Linked DNA regions of Hordeum vulgare: region 1 is linked to region 2. A link is a contact called in public Hi-C data. All regions are on one chromosome and are shown on one strand. The core of a region is the stretch at or near the end of the contact, and the rest is flanking DNA. Distances in the headings are between cores, read along the strand shown.

The links. A called contact is a pair of places that touch in the nucleus more often than the background predicts.
Region 1: a contact with region 2 is called in a Hi-C map of seedling, with 3 times the contacts expected there. The contact joins the promoter of LOC123444226 here to the promoter of LOC123440158 in region 2. A contact is called at or near these places in 1 of 6 Hi-C or Micro-C datasets (seedling) and 1 of 1 datasets of contacts at active chromatin or transcription factors (embryo).

Annotation. Positions count from the first base shown.
Region 1 is chr3H:455,641,553-455,644,252 of MorexV3_pseudomolecules_assembly, reverse strand. LOC123444226 reads right to left here and starts at 1,402. Exons shown (of 7, transcript XM_045120886.1): 1 at 1,082-1,402; 2 at 824-956; 3 at 530-633. The coding sequence starts at 1,143.
Region 2 is chr3H:455,500,361-455,503,060 of MorexV3_pseudomolecules_assembly, reverse strand. LOC123440158 (transcription factor MTB2-like) reads right to left here and starts at 1,354. Exons shown (of 1, transcript XM_045116729.1): 1 at 1-1,354. The coding sequence starts at 511.

The DNA of each region.
Region 1 (2,700 bases), core at 153-2,652, 140 kb before region 2:
TCAAAGTTACGTTGACGAATCATTCTTCCTATTTGCATGACTACCTGGTCAGCATGACCGAGCCAAATTTTGGCTCACCCATGTTTAGTCCATTATTTGTCCGGCACCAAAAAATCATGCCTGCACTTTGGTCATGGCCAATATTTGTTAGGGTAAAGTGTGATCATTCAAACACCCTTTAGTTTTCAGATTACCCAGGAAAAGACTCTACATGAATAATATGGAGCAGTTTTTATAAGCTCGGAAGAGACCAGCTAAATCATGATTTGCTGATCAGGAAAAAGATAAAAGGTAACTCATGACCCGAGAAACGATACCCTAGTTCGCTGATAATGGATAGAAGATAACTCCTACCCTATCAACTATGCAAATAATTAAAAAATGAGATGTACAGTAACTGGTAGTTCTCAAACTATAAACCGTGTGTCTGCTTCTCTAGATGAAAATAAAGCAATTTCAGACAGACATCAGATAAAGACATGGAGCAGTAGGTACTGGTTTACAGTCAAGAAATATAAACTTGGCTTACTTCTGTGAATCAATAATGGACATGCGTGCCACTATAAGTTCGCAGTACACTTCGATCAGGTCATATGCTTGCATGAACTTCTCTTCCCTTATGACATGTTCAACCTGTGGGGGAAATGGCATAGGTCAGTAGTAGAAGAAAATGCCGGGCAGAAGCATAGAATTTTGTGACAAGCGGACGGACGTACTTGAGCACAGAAATTGGCAATAGCATAATGTAACAGGGAAGATAAGTTAGCACAATCGACCAACCATTGGCCCGATACTCAGTTCACACAGACACATCGAGGCTTACCCTGATGCGCGCGGTCTGGTCCTGGTTTCCGTCGAGCAGCTGCGCGACCTCGCGGCGCATCTGGCGCACCTGCACCTCCTTCTTGTTCCGCAGCAGCTTGATCCGCGCCATGGCCATCTTGAGGGCAATCTTGCTGAGACGCCACAAAAACAACAACAACAACAACAACAACAAGCGTTCAATTTCGCACCCCGCGGAAACCAACGGGGAAAGGAAAGAAGAAGCAAGAATACGCGAGCAGGGACGATCTGGACTGACCACTTGTCGGGCTTGAAGCCCTTGCTCAGGACGCCCGACAGCTTCCCCTTGCTCCTGTGCATCTTCGCCGGCCCTCCGTGTCCCCGCGCGCCGCAGCACCACGGCTAGATTCGAAGGGGATCGAATCGAATCGGCTCCGTCGGGGGGCCGGCGGGGCTGGCTATAGAAGTATTAGAAGAAGATGCTTCTTCCTCTCCGCGTTGGTGAGGTAGATTGGAAAGGGGGCTACCGCCAAGGGGAAGGGGAGGAGACTTGTTGGTGAGAAACACAACCGTTTGTTTGCGGGTGGGATTTCCGTGACGCGTGAGCGGCGCTTTCGCCCCGCCTTCTTCAACGCTTCCGTTTGTCGATTCGCGTGCGGGAGGGGAGGGAGGAGGGGAGGGGCATTGACCTTGACCGCCGCGGGGCCGCGTGGAGGTGGGATTTTTCGTTGGTTTGGCGGGGATCTTCGGATGGCAGGCACCTGGCAATTTTTACCATAAACAAAAGGCACTTGCCAATTTCTGTTCTTCCCCACACATTTCTTTTTCTTTTATAAGGCTATATAGTCGTAATGAAAGTATTATAGGTAGTACTTCCTCCATTTCTAAATATAAGACCTTTTAGAGATTCCACTATAAAGTCGTAATGAGAGTATTATAGGTAGTACTCCCTCCATTTCTAAATATAAGACCTTTTAGAGATTTCACTATAAACTACATACGGATGTATATAGACATATTATAGAGTATAGATTCACTCATTTTGTTACGTATGTAGCCTCTAGTGAAATCTCTACAAGGTCTTATATTTAGGAACGGAGGGAGTATCATGCATGTCAAATAGATTATCTTGATGAGGTGGCATAAAATTAAATGAAGACAGAGAGGGTTCAGTATCATATCATGATAATGTATCATATTAAATGGTGTGTTACTATGTGTCATGCATGGTACTCCCTCCGTTCCTAAATATAAGTCTTTAAAAAGGTTTCATTAGTGGACTACATACGGATGTATATAGACATAATTTAGAGTGTAGATTCACTCATTTTGCTCCGTATGTATACTCCTAGTGAAATATCTTAAAAGATTTATATTTAGGAACGGAGGGAGTAATAAATAACATATTTTATGATACTAACATATGATACTATGAATTACGGGTGTAATATGCATAATACTAATATATGATACTCCATATTACAACCAGCCTAAAAGCATAAAAAGCACTCTGCAGGTGTGGTCAGCCATTTTATGTTGATGAATGCTTGAACAAATAGGTTATTCTTGAAGAATGCATTTTTCTTTTCTGGAAATGGGGACCAGACTCACCCGATCTGCACATTGGGATGCAGAGAGCCATAAATGTACTGAACAAAAATCATGCCATACGCATCAAGATCAAACACATCATCAACATAAAAAATACTACCCCCTTCTAAAATAATTGAGGCCTCCTTTGGTTTAGGTTTAGAGAAATAAAAACATTCATTTGGTTCGGAGAAGTAAAATCCTATTTCTACGGAGGAATCATTTCGATCCTTCACATTTCATAGAAAAATAAATGTTAGCCTAGACCCACGGAAGAAATGGATCAAAGGACATCTCTTTTTCTATTCCTATTGCTAGGATTTGAGA
Region 2 (2,700 bases), core at 105-2,604:
ACCACCCGGGCGCAGAGCCGGGAAGGTGAGGATCGACGGCGGCCCAGGCGTGGTGGCCGGAGGTGAGCGCGCGACCCGGCCCGCCGGCGTCCCCTGGGAACGAGAAGTACATGGACGCCAGGAAGTACATCTCGGCGCCGGTGACCCGGTCGAGGCGGAGCGCGTAGTCGGCGCCGTCCTCGTCCCCGCCGCCATACAGCGCGTGCAGCCGCAGCAGCGCGCGCTTACGCGCCAGGCTCCTGTCCGTGGCGGCCCCGGCATCCTCGGCCGGGCCGTCGCGGCAGTGCCCGTCGCCCCAGCCGAGCACGGGGCGGCCGCCGCGGGACTCCTGCCAGTAGATGCCGTAGGTCCAGGCCCCTCCCCGCTCGACGAGGTCGCACAGGCGCGCCTGCAGCTCGGGCGACGACGAGGCCGGACCGTCGAGGTGCGGCGGCGTGGTGGCCAGGTGGTGCGCGGCGTCCTGCCCCAGGACGGCCGCGAAGAGCGCCGCGTCCGTGTCAGACCACGACATGCGGCCGTGCGTCGTCCTGCGCGTTGGTCTGTCGAAGAAATGGACCCGGCCGAGAAGCTGCCGCTGCGCTGCCAACTTTGGTGGCGTTGCTATGCTATGCTATGTTATGCTCTCGGTCGGCTTGGTGGTTTCACCGTCTCTTGTTTTATATAGGGCCGAGCCGGAGCCGACTTCCAGCCCTGGATATGACAGAGGAAGATCACGTGCGCGAAGGAGTTGTTTTTCTCGGTTGCGACGAATGCGTTGGTCACTTGACTACAAGCCTACAACTACAAGTAACTGTGGTGTGGTCTGTGGAGTGGATGCGCCCCGTTAAAAACGAGACGCGGCCGTATGACAAGCCAAGGTACAGGAGCCAGGTAGGTTCGGCGCACCGGGACACTGGTCTGGTTGCCGTCCGTGTCACGTGAATCATGTTGGCGATGCATGCAGTACTGAGCAGCGAGTGAAGATGGTACTACTGAGTAAGGTGAGCAGTGAGTCAATCTGTTCTAGATGCCGAGAACCTGCTGCCACTGTGCCACATGCATGTATCGCGCGCGTAGCTTGTTCGGCTACATCGGTTGAACCATTTCTAGTAGCTCCGTGTATACACGGACGGTGCCTTTTGATGGTCGGGCCGGCGATCAATGATTTGGGAATGGCTGGACAGAAGAGGGCACATATCGCACGCAAAATGGAACTCGGTGCACCCACGCACCGAAAATGGCACGGCAAACGCAGAGCGCGTACTACGCGGTTCCATGGCGGATGGCTCTCATTAGCTCCAAATTCTAGGTTCCCCACTTGGAGCATCTAGTCCAACTTGTAAATTCGACTCCTTAAACGTCTAACTGACCAATCACGTCTTAAATCTATTTGTTCACGTTTAACTTATTTTCATTTTTCATCATCTTGGTCCATACAAAATCATGTAAAATACATATCCTACGTACTACTCTTTACTATTCTCTGTCATCGTCGCACACGGCTTGAGCCGCCTATGCCGGAGCCTGAGCCGTTTGTGCCGCCTCCTTCGCAACCCGCTTTGTCTTCATCAACTGTCAACGAAGACGCGTGGCCTCCGGAGCCGACTCCGAACGAATGAAGTTTGGGATGGCCTGCTGCTCTGGTCACATATCCATGTCCTCCTTCATCGACGACGCCTCCTCCTCCGTGACATGCAGCGGCGGCACCTCCTCTGCCGGCTACTGTTTGTCCTCCCCATCTATATCCAGCGGTGACGTCTCCTCCACCGACTCCTGTTCCTCCTCCTCTTCACCCAGCTCCTCCTCCTCTTCCTCCTCCACCTCCTCCTCCTTCTCGAAATCCTCCTTCGAATCCAGAGGTAGTCCCGCGGCCCTTCGGATCCGGACCTGTTCAAGGTGCGAGAGACGATGCTCGATCGTGTAGTGACGACGACGTGGGTGTATGACTGACAGGCTCGGATGGCGACAATGAAAGGAAGGAGATAGATGTGGTAGGGTTGGGGATGTCGACCGGTTTAAATAGCCGGCAATGGTCTCGGGCGAGGAGCCAGAGCAACGTCATGGGACGTTCACACCGTGACAACGGTCGAGGCACCCATCAAACCGTCGGGTTTTCACACGAATCTGCATGAGGCCCCGGGGTCAGGCCAAGGTGACAAACGTGTCCGAGCTCCTTATATTTTTTTCATATTTGAATTAAATATGAAGCATGTCAATTAGCCGAGATATTTAAGGTCCTTAAAGGGATCCATCTGAATCAAATTTCGGTGATCGGTCCATGACCGAGCAATTTGCCGGGAGTTTGAAACGGTTTAAATGATTCGATTATAGATGCTCTTACTTCCGGAGCTGAAGACGGTTGGTTAATGGCTAGCCAAAATGGCCAAACATTGCTGGTACACGGATAGAAGTATAGTTCGATAATGTTGGCAACTGCTCGTAGGATGGACTCGAGTGGACCATGCCAGCACCATCGTTTTGGAACACGAGTGGTCGATGCCCGCCCGTCCGCCCGCACGATTGCGTTCATTTCATCTGCAGGCCGGGAAGAAGACAATAAGAGCAAATCGAGCATGCATGCACGCACGCACGCAGCTCAAGGGAACACATGACGTTTTCACGGAGAGACGTGTGTCTGCAGCAACCGCTTCCGCTGTTTGTGCATGTGCGCGTGAAAGAGAAATACTCTTACTTGGCGGCACGCCGAAGGACAGGTGCGCT